Linked DNA regions of Mus musculus: region 1 is linked to region 2. Evidence: chromatin contacts called from public HiChIP or PLAC-seq data. All regions are on one chromosome and are shown on one strand. Each heading gives the region's core, a stretch centred on a gene start, on an enhancer-like site or on the middle of the called end of the contact. The rest is flanking DNA. Distances are from core to core; before and after follow the strand shown. Region 1 has its middle 120 kb from the start of Gm36201. Region 2 holds the start of Ptprm (protein tyrosine phosphatase, receptor type, M).

Region 1 (5,796 bases), core at 2,462-4,961, 160 kb after region 2:
GTCAGGCTGAGATAGATAGACATCAGTGTGTTAATTCCTAGCACTTCTCATGCCAAAGTTTTGGGCCTGTTTTCTCTCCAGGACAAGATGGCTTCCAGATGAGGCAGCTGGTGTGTAGGCTCACAGGAGCATATGTGTTTACTGTGTTCACAGAAGTCAACATTTTATTGCACACACACCCTGCGCCCAGAGCTGGACTGAATCAGATTCAGGGGCTTAGCATTGGCAGTATGTGTATTTGCCTCTAGTCTCCTGACAGTTGACCAACAGAGGGCAGGAGGATCTCCTCTAGGAGACACGCTGTGTCCACTAACAAAGCCACTTCTTCCAGAGCTGTTTCTTTCAGGTCTTACTCCCCCACCCCAATCCCATCCCACTCCAGGCCTGTCCTCTGTGGGTTAGCTGAGGGAGGGAGGCTAACAGACTGTGCAAAGGATAGCTGTGGGGGTTGGGAGGTGTCAGAAAGAGTGGCCCCTTAGATCATGCTGGCAGAAATTGACTAGCTTACTTTTATATTCTTGACTCACAGTACTTGCTGTGCGTCTGAGCCCCTGTATACTGTTAAATACGACCTCTTAGTCAACCCTCCCATTTGCTGCACAAGGGAACAGAGGCACAAGATAGTTAAATGAAGGGAGTAAGGTTGCACAGGTGTGGATTCTATCTGACCCCAGGACACGGGGCTAATTCATCGGCTAATATTTACCAATTGAGGATTTTTACATAAAAAAATGTGGATTTGTAGAGCTTCCTTAAAAACCAGGTCGAATCACACGGGGCTTCCGGGCAAGCATAACTGACCTGGAAACCGTAAATAGACATCAGATGGCATATGTAAGGGGCCAGGCCACCATGCCAGGCCTTCTGAGAAGGCCATGCTCTCGTTTCCAAGGACACCCAGGAAAACAGTGTTTACAAAAGGTTTCCCTGATAGGAAAGCAAGACTAGGGCTCGCATCCAAGTCCCTTCTGGAGGAATCATGTGATATTATCATCCTAGAAGTGGCTGACCAGAGTTCCAGATCCAAAGTGGTCTCTGCAGGTGCTGAGCTACCGGAATGTGGAACTATTTGGTCCGCAGACAATGCTTATGGACATAGAGGGAGGGCAGCCTCCCTTCTTGATTCCCGTGTGCTTCTCCTTATGAGGTTTCTCTGGCGTTTGGCTTTGGAAGCAGTTGACACTTCCCAGTAGCCAGAACATGTGCCACAGTGACAGACCAAGGACCAGTGTGAGAATACTCACCCTGAGGATTATTAATGAGCCATTAAATGCCAGTTCAGATAACAATATTTAAAGTGTTTATGAATGAAAACTTCTGGTCAGGGCCTTCTAAGTGGATATCAACCATCCCTGAAGTGTGGGTTTCTAATAATTTGAAGATTACTTCAAAGGTTAACTGATTGTGTCTAGAGCATAGTTTAAAATTACAGGAAATTTGATGAAGACTTTTAAATGTTCCAGTTGGAGTATCACAGTCCAGTTCATTGCTGGTCCTGCCACTCCCTAAAGCTGTCCCAGAGTAGAATCTATTGTTTGTTTGTTTGTTTTGTTTTGTTGGTCATTGTCTTTGCCCTGTCACCTTTCTAGTGGTGTGTGAAGAGAAAAGCATACTAAATTGTTGCTCTGTCTCTTTCAAAAGTGGAAAAGAAAAAAAAAAAAAAACAGAGTTAGGAAGATTGTGTGCCCAAAAGAAGGCAGTGACGGACTTTACTCATTTACCCCTTACTTTAATCATTGTAAGGGGTGTGTCATTGCTATTACTATACAAAGCAAAGAGAATCCACGTAGTAAACACAAGCCAGTGCACTGTGTGCTGTGGGCTGTCGTGTTCTCTTCAGCTCCACCTCATGTGATCCTCTGTAAAGGGACCAGCCATGTCTTGAGAACAGGTACACGGAACGGAAACAGGTGGCAAGCTTTCCTGGAAGCCGGCAGCACACCTGTCCGGACTTATTTCTTGTGACTCTTGGCAAAGTGTCTACAGCACAGAAAGCCCCCTGAGCAGGGGACTTTGCAAGCAGATCAACTTCCTGAGGTCAGGGTGAACAAGGAAGAGCTTACAGGGTGGGAAGAGTGGCTGACAGGCAGGTTCGGGTAGAGTAGATGAGAGCTGAGCTTCAGGTGAGGAAGCCAGGCAGAGAGAATATAGATAGCAACATGGGTGCTTGGATCCAAGCAGCCCTTTGACCTGCTTGATCAATAACATAAACAAGGCACAGTCTACAGATTTGAGTTCAATAGAACTATGCTGTCCATGAGAGATCATGTGAAGCCGTTGTAACCTTTAAGACCTGGCATGGTTTGTGAGGTAAAGTCAAACCCAGACAGATCCACTGTGGTCATCTTCTGTCTTGCCCATTTCTTATCTGTCTCGGCCATGGGGGAATCCAGCAGGAGTCTTCCCACTTTCAAATGTAATCACTGTTGTTGGTGGAGGCCATGATCCTTTCTCACCCAGCTGGCTCCCATCACCAGTGCGCATGAAGGGTAAGCACATATGCACCTGGTTTCTGCTGAGCAAACACCCCCACCCCTGACAAAGAAGAAAGACCACTTGAGCCTTCCTAGAAGGCATCTGAGCCCCAGCTCCCCAAAAGGTGTGAAATTTATACCTAAGAATGTTCAAAAATATATTTCACTTAAATGACTTGAATTACTTCACATAAGAGGAGATACACAGTGGTGGCTTCACTTCCGGATGTCTAAGGGGCACAGTGGCCACAGCATGAAGGGACCTTGGTGGGAAACCCCAGGTGTCTGCCTGTTATTGTCACCCAAGGACCCAGTATGAGCCATCAGGAGACAGCATCCATCTCTCAGCCCCCGTGCCTCTCTGGTCTCACCAGCTCCTGCTCTGACTCCCCACAACCGCCGAATTTGATGCTGTCTTCATCTCTGGTCTGTCCTTTTTTAACCATTTGCTGGTTTGATTTGTCTTTTCCTCTCTCCTGTGTCTGAGGACGCAGGCAGGCTCTGTTAGCCCCTTTCCCTTCTTAGTAGGAGTCAGAGGAACCAGGCCTAGGGAGTGTCCTTTAGCCACTTCCTTTTGATCAGGGAGAAAAGGTGTGGTTTGACTCCCCACTTTTGGTCTCCAAGCCCTTGCTGCCAAATCTGCCTAGACACTTACGTTGTTCAATGTGTTTTTCTCTCTCCAGCATCAGCAGGCTGCTCGTGTGCCTGACTAACTGATTTTTTCCATACTTGGATAGTGATAGTGATGGGGTCCCACCATAAATGGATTCTGTCCTTCTTTTCTCCATATACCATTTGTTCTTTGCTCCTCAGTGTTTCAGAAATCCCTGTAAACACACACAGACACACAGACACACAGACACACACACACACACACACACACACACAAATAACTCCACACTTCTTGTAATTTTTGACATTTTCCAAACAGCAATTGCTTCATACACCATTTAGCTAGGTTCTACCCTAATGGGGGCAGGATCACATCATAACCGGTTTTAGTAACTCAACAAAACATTTGAGTTCAAGCCCCGCCGTTTACCAAGACCCTAATGCATTGTTCCAAACAATGAAATAGCATTCCTATCAGACAAGGCCATCTTTTTCCTGCCAGGGTCCAGTGGACCCTACTTCAGGAGGAGACACATATAAACCGGAAGCCCCGCCTCTTCCTCTTCCTCCACCTGGTCCATTTGCCAGGACACCTCCGGAAAAGCTGCTCTCCCCTCGGCTGCACTCAGCACAGACCTGCCTGGTAACTTAAGGGCTGGCCTCTGCTCACTCAGAGCCTGTCCCCAGCTCCCCTGGGCTGTTTATCTCATTCCTCTTCCTGAGACACAACAGAGTCAGTCCAGGCTCAAAACACTATCAGAACAGGACTTTTTTCCCCTGCAGATACGCATAGGAACAACTTTGGGATATAAAGACTTAAAACAATGAACATTGTTTGAGATAGAATAGGGCTAAGTCCTGTACAAACAGCTGGATGAAATATATCTCTATCTGCCACTGTCTCTGATTTAAACAATACATAAGATGTTTGTGTAAAACTTGGCATAGCTAGACATGCCTGTCATGAATTGGACCCAGCCCCTCCTGGCAGCAGCTGGGAGAAAGTGACATCTTTCCCTAAGGCTCACTTCTTGCTCTTCTGCATGCACTCCCTCCCAGGACAGCATCAGATGGGTTTTCTGACATCTGCTACTGCATCCTGCTCATGTAGCCTGGCAACAGTGACCAGGTACCCTTGCTGGAACACGCTGCTTCTCCCCAGGCAGGAGACACTGGGTCCACTTGCTCAGTTTTTCCTCATCTGTGCCTCAGGAACAGCCTACCTAGAGTAAGTCCTTAGTGTGACCTTCCCATGTCAGCTCTTGGGTGGCTGAGAGTCCATGAGAAAGCTGCAGATGAGACACAGTGGGCCTCAGGACAGTGACCTTGGCAGGGCATGGTCTTGGTTGAGGGGCTAAGTCTGGAGTTAGGGAGATATGGGTCTCTGAGGGCCCCAGCACATTCAGGCATCCTCTAATTTCGTCTTCTCTGTACTTAAAGCTCTTGTTTTTCTTTAATGTTTCCTTGCCTCTTGCAGAGAAAAGGAAAAACTAGACCAGGTCACATGTAAGCATGTGTTCACCTGTGGTCCACCTCTCTATCTGGGGTGTGCTTCTCTAGAGAAGGATTCTTGATTGCATTTGTGTGTATACAGGCACGCACATACATGCACACACATGCACATGCACAAAAAGGCACACACATACATGCCCACAATACACACACACATATATCCACAACACATACGCACACAAACACATACACACACATATACGCATGCATACTCGACTGCACAGATGTACACTTCCATGTCCACATGCACACAAACACACCCATGCATTTATACACACAAACATACACATGTCCTCCCACATGCATGCACACATGCACACACCCACACACACATATACACAGGAACAGACACACACCCCAGGGAATCTGTACCTCAAGACGTGCCGGAAAGTCACCATGAGGCAAAATGAGATAGACCCACGGGAGAAAGGGCCTGGAGGCTTTCTGAGGTTTTTGTTCCCCTTATTGCCAGTAGAGATTTCACGTCTACATCTTCTCCAGTGTCAATATGTGGGGAGTTTTGACAAGCATACCACAGAAGCCTCATACTAGAACATGAAAGGTTTGCTAACTTCCTTGGATATTGCAGACAGAGAACCATTTTAGGAAGGTCAGCTGTGGCCAGTGCGAACAGGTGTAGTATGTAGTAAGTAAAGTGACAGATGACCCAAGCCGTGGGTGTCATCAAAAGCCAAGCAGTCCACTGTGTCCGCTGGCCATTCACTTTCCTGTCTGCATGTCATGGTGATTGGATTGAGCTGAGGGGCAAGCCTTGTACGGAGTGTCAGTTGACTTCTTGATAGGATCTGGGTTGGCTCTACACAAGTGGTTGTGTGGTAGAAGTATTCATAGTCTGTGCAGCCAATACCCTGTAAAGCATTGTGCTGCTAATTATAAACACTGGCCCTCCAAATCCCAGCTTCCTCCCATTCTTCCTACATCCTCCAGATGGCCAAAGTTTGGACCTGTTCTCCCACGGGCCCCTGCATCGATAGCTGGGGCCTGCTAAGTCAGTGTCCAGGGCTCAGGTTGGAGGGTGGACTATGAGGTTGAGATTCTCTGAAGAAGTGTCTGTGCCTCCTTGCAGAAGCCATGAGCAGCCACTAGCTCCTGCAGGAGGAGGCAGGGCCTTTTGAGCTCCTCTTCCATCCACACTGGAGTTGTCCAGTGCTTGATCTCCTGCAGGTCTTGTGCAGGT
Region 2 (5,533 bases), core at 166-2,665:
CACGTGCGTCCTCCTGGGACAGAAGATACCAGAAGCCCTGCTACTCTGTGCCACCCACCTTCGGTTTTGCTCCTGACCCCTGACTCTGGTCCAGATCCCTCTGTCTACACCAAGAGCTCCTCAAGGCTCGCGAAGCCTGGGTGAGCACAGCCTCCGGTTGGCTTGATGCACACAGCCAGTACGTGCCCCCTCCTTTCAGCTAGGACCCCCGCGCAGCTGAGCTGGGTTAGCAAGTTGTCCGGACCCGGGCTGCACACCTTTAGGGAGGCCGAGGATGGAATCTGGGCGCTCAGCCACAGTGGCGAGGGCTTGGGGAGCAGCAGATTCCTCTAGGATCTCAGAAACCTCCCGCGGTGCAGAAAGGGAACGCTGGCACAGCGAAGCCGCGCCACAGAGGGGACCCGCTGAGGTCGCCCACCGCGCCGGGCAGGGGGCGGCAGGGATGTCAAGTTTGGGGTGGTCGCCAGCTACACCTCTAGGTTTGACGCTCGCCGCAAGCTCAGCTGAGCACTGGCAGTCCACCGCGGCTGCCTCCAGGGTCGAGAGGCCCGCTCAGCGCCTACTCCCGGCGGCTACAGCTGGGAACTTTAGGCAAAGTTTTCTGCCCTTCCTGCCCAGGCCGCCCAAGAACACTGAGCCCCCATGCACAAGTCCAGGCCCTGAGGGTACAGGGGCCGAGATGGAGGTCCCTGTTTCTGCGCCCGTGCTTGTCCTGCGGGCTCCTGCGTGTACTGTACGGGCTCCGTGGCTCCACAGCTGTTTTCCTCCGGCCATCCGCCAGCCCGGCTCACCCGCTACGCGATGCCGGGTCTTCCCTGCCCCTGCCCGGCCCTGAAGCTCGCCTCGGACTTCTCCCACCCGGGTGTCGCCTACGTCCCAGGCGCCCCGGGAACGGTAGTGGTGTCTCGCTTACCTGAAAATGTTTCTCCGGCCGCAGTTAGCAAAAGTCCAGCTAAAGTCACCAGGCAAGTCCCAAGTGTCCTCATGGTGCTGAGTACGCGCCGGGCCGCCTCGGGGCGGCGGCGGCCGGTAGCCTCGGGAAGCCAAGGGAGACCCGAGCCTAAGCTGCAGGCTGCCAGGGTAGACGCGACAGCAGCGAAACACCAGACCCCAAAGTGACAACAGTTGCACAAGTCCGAAGTCCCGCGGCTCCCGGGCGTGGGGACGGCGTCCTGGATCCTCCTGCCCTCCCGCTGGCCCCCGCTTAGAGTCTGGCGCCACGGGGAGAGAGAGCGGAGGGCGCGCCCGCGGAGCCCAAATCCTCGCTGGGATCCGGTGATGAGCCCGCCTAAGCGCTACCCCTAATCGGGACCGAGCCGCCCGCGGCGCCGTGGCCGTGGCCGTGGCTGTGATCGCGCGCTTGTAGCCCGCCGCCTCTCCCACAGCCCCAGCCACCTCCGGCAGTGGCGCGCCGATGGCCGAGCCCGCGCAGGCTGCGCGCGGGGCTCCTGCTCCGCGACTGACTGGCGATGCCCCGCAGGCCGGCTGGAAGGAGCCCACGTCACGGCCGGGCCGGAGCCGCCGCGGCCCGCTAGAGGGCGCGAGCGCCCGTGTCCCCGGCCCCGGGCCAGCTCGGCCTGCGCGGCGCCTGCGGGCTCTGTGGGGCGGCCACCAGCAAGATGCGGGCGGGACCCGGCGGGCAGGAGCAACCTCCCGGGGCGCCACCCTCGACCCTAGCTCGCCTCCGCAGCGCCTCGGGTTTCCCACGCTGGCCTCGGGGACAGGGACCGCGCCCCAGCCAGAAGTTTGTCCCGGGTCACGGACGGCGAGTAGTTGGAGCGCGCCAGGCACGGGGCGGTAGTGTCCCGGGCGGTGGCGGTGGCGGCTGGCTTGCGAGCGCCGACCAGGAAGAAGCCAGAGCCGCCAGCGCCCAGGGCCGCTTGATCTGCTGCTTTCAAGGGACACACAAGCCTCTGTGCCCGAGCCCCGCGCCTGAGAAGCAGGATGCGCTTCTGCCGCTCCACTGCGTGGTGTCGCCGCCAGTGCGGCCCGGAGCTAGGAAGACAGCAGTTGCATGGAACCATGGATTGGGCAGAACCGAGGATTTCTGCAGCTGGTGCAAATGGAGAGTGTCTTGAAACATTTTAATTTGCCGTTTGGGGTCTGAGACGACTATTTTATTAAGTGAACACAAACGCTATTAATGATTAAATTAAAACTCAAATTCAAGATTTTATTTCATTTTATTTTATTTTATTTTATTTTATTTTATTTTTAAAAGCCGTTCTTCATCTTGCTCAGAGTACAGCCATTAGGGCACCTGTAGGTTATTTACCAAGCTAACTGCGGGCCATGCTGGTTAAACTAAGATCCCAATTTGTGTTGTGATACATGCAAGTAGGTTAGTGCTCAACAAGAGCTCTTACATTGCTTTCCCTGGGGGACCTTTACACTGTCTTTGGCTGCTTAGTGGTGCTTTAAAGACCAAAGAAATAAGTGACTCTCCCACTCCTCTGGTTTAAGGCTCTCTGGTGGCCCCAGAACCGGCCAAAGATGACGTTTGCGATCATCTCCCAGGACATATGTGACCCAGTACTTTTATGTCTTCCAGACCAAACACAAGACCAGCTTGTTTTCAGGCAGGAGTCCTCATGAGGCCTTCCATTCATAAATCTCAGTGTTAACCATTCACTTGCCACTATCCTATGCCGCCACTAGCCTTTATCTGAAAACGAGCCTGCTGGGCTTCTCCTGAACTTGGAAGGGAATTTTTGAAGTCTCATACTTAATTCAAAAGGATCAACAAGTGACAGAGGTTTAATCCGCCACTTGATTTTCTTGATGAAATTATACCTTATAAGATAATTGAGATTTGCTTTTTAAAAGCGAACGGTGACAGACACACCCCCCACCCCATTTTGATGCTTGTGGGTGCATCCGTAAAAAAGGTAAAAACCAACTGCGCTCTCATTGCTTTCCCGTAACATCTTTATGTTGGATGAAGAGATTGATATCATGTAAAACTCCATTCCTCACATGCGTCAATTCTTAATTATGTGTCAATTCTTTCTTTAATTAATAATTAATATTTTTTTTTACATTCCAATTGCTGCCCTCCCCCTCCCCAACAATACAATTACTGCAAACCACAGAGGAGGCATTGTGCTAACTGCTGAAGGCTGTTTTGGGCTGGTGGCTCCTTGAGAAACAGACCCTGGGCTAGGGTGACTTTGACTTGAGGTGATTCCCAAGAAGGAGAGAAAAGAGACTAGGGACAGAATGAGGACAGTGTCTGGTGTACTTGAGAACAGGATGTCAACTCAGCCCCCCTGGATTTAGGTATCTAACTGCTGTCACCACAGTCTACCCTAGTTCTCCACAGAAAGCATTTCTTCCCTCAGGACTTAAAACCTCCTGGGGGCTCTGTGAGTTTCAGCTGTCCCTCTGTTCTTACAGGTGACAGTTCTGAGCTAACTGCACTATTTCCAGTCCATGCTTTAAAGAATGACGGGGGTTTGGTTGTGGCACCCTCTGATTCCTGGGAGCCCTGTTTATTTACTGCCTCAAAGCCACCTTTGGTCTAAATAAAAAGAAAGCAGGGCCTTCCCATGGGGTTGTCCCTGCAGGAGCCTTCCCAGGGAACTTGTCTTTGACTTGTGTTTTCATCTGTAGAGAATTCTCTGTTCAGTCTAACCACTCTCCGGTCACTCCTGCCTCTCTGGGGACAAAGGTGACATTTGCAGAATGGTTGGCCAGAGTGAGGAGTGCTGTCAGGCCAGTTTCTAAGACGAGTGGGTTCTGGGAGAATAAAATCAAAAGCCCAGTCAGTGTCTGGGTTACCAGAGGTTGATCAGGCTGGCAAAGGTGTCTTCTTAATACAGCTTGAAAAAGAACCAACCAGCAATAGGAAGCTTCTTTTTCTTTTTCTTTTTCTTTTTCTTTTTCTTTTTCTTTTTCTTTTTCTTTTTCTTTTTCTTTTTCTTTTTCTTTTTCTTTTTCTTTTTCTTTTTCTTCTTCTTCTTCTTCTTCTTCTTCTTCTTCTTCTTCTTCTTCTTCTTCTTCTTCTTTTTCTTTCTTTTTCTTTCTTTTTCTTTTCCTTTTCTTTTCCTCCTCTTCCTCTTCCTCTCCCCCTCCTCTCTCTCTCTCTCTCTCTCTATCTATCTATCTATATATATATATATATATATACACACACACACACACACACACACACTCATGCACACATTAATAGGGCTTGAACTCAGGGCTTTGAGTATGCTCTGCACATGCATATATAGCATTGTGACACTCGGGCCCTCCAAGGCCCAGGCAGGAAAGGAGACCACTTCTCTTGGTAGATTAGTGGGTAGGGCCGCTGCTGAGATGTGCAGGGACACTACTGTGGACCACAATGATTCCGATGCTAATTTTGCTTCACATCTGTAAAAGTCAAAATGTCAATGGAAACTAATCTGACCATAGCCTGGGTATTCCCCCCCCCCCCCATACTCTGAGTGTTAGGTACACTGACTGGAGGTTAACCACAGGCAGACGGTTTCTAAGACATGCCAATTACCCCAGAGGGATGGCTCTGTTTTTCCAGTCACTTCCATGTGATCCAAAGGAAAATAAATTCCCATTGTTTTTATGGGTTTTTCTTTTCTTCGTTCAGCCTTCCTGAAATAGTAAGTTCCCATTTTTACACACTTGTTTGGATCCTGAAAATATAGATGGAGATTGAAAATGCATACTGTATAGGTTACATAACAATATGTTCCCTTGAACGAAGTATGTCAAGGAAGGTGGGAGGAGGTAGCTCTGAATTTGAAACTTGTACCTTGTCGTTTGGTCTACAGTACTTTGTGTTCTTGGCCGGTCCCATGTGCACACCCACCCAGAAGCTATCTCGCATCCTTGAATAGAAAACACACACACACACACACACACACACACACACACACACACACACACAAGTTATTTTTAAAATGCCTTGGCTGCCTCAATGACTGGGCGCTCCTAATACTTCCCCTGCTACCCCATGCCCAGTCAGGAGGCTATGTCCCCCAAAACTTCCATGGCTTGTTGGCTTTATCTCACCCACTACCGTGTCCCCTTCTCCTCTCCAAGTCCCCCATTCTCTCTCAACTACCTGCTCAACTCTTAATGTTCCACCCTGGTGCTCAGCCATTGGCCACTGGCATCTCTCTTGATAGACCAAACGCCAATTGCAGGTAAGGATCTTCACATAGACCCCCAATCACAGCATCAGAACCACCCTCTAAAGAAACTCACTGTATCAGGTTTAAACAACAACAACAACAGCAACATGCCTGGCTTGCACAGTGGCATTCTACCAGAAAACCTGGTGTGGACTCTGAGACAGTGAGCAAACATGGTTCATTATTATAATGGTCACGGGGCCGGGGGGGGGGGGGGAGCTTTAGGCAACAGTGTATCTTAAACCCTAGCTCCTAGATCCCATCTCTTCTTCGCCTCTGGGACTGTGTGAGCCCAGGAGTGGCAGAGAAGGGAATTGACCATGTGACATGCAAGCTCTTGGACTCATACACACTTAGCATATGCAACGTCTTCCACTTGACTCAGCTGTGGGCTG

Evidence for each region. HiChIP or PLAC-seq counts read pairs in DNA pulled down with a chosen protein or histone mark.
Region 1: an H3K27ac HiChIP or PLAC-seq map of heart atrium shows a contact between it and region 2, with 7 read pairs. The contact joins the enhancer-like site here to the promoter of Ptprm in region 2. A contact is called at or near these places in 1 of 484 Hi-C or Micro-C datasets (extraembryonic endoderm stem cells), 5 of 115 datasets of contacts at active chromatin or transcription factors (cardiomyocytes, embryonic stem cells, extraembryonic endoderm stem cells and 2 more) and 2 of 9 other capture datasets (liver and pancreatic islet).

What each region holds. Positions count from the first base shown.
Region 1 is chr17:67,509,185-67,514,980 of GRCm38.p6, forward strand. No RefSeq gene overlaps it. Among named protein-coding and RNA genes, the nearest start is that of Gm36201, 120 kb to the right of the region's middle. Within about 2 kb of position 3,712, at least 26 of the 459 cell types and tissues checked have an H3K27ac peak or open chromatin away from gene starts, as enhancers often do. A contact at or near this core is called in extraembryonic endoderm stem cells and heart atrium, where this site is marked.
Region 2 is chr17:67,353,044-67,358,576 of GRCm38.p6, forward strand. Ptprm (protein tyrosine phosphatase, receptor type, M) reads right to left here and starts at 1,416. Exons shown (of 31, transcript NM_008984.2): 1 at 914-1,416. The coding sequence starts at 986.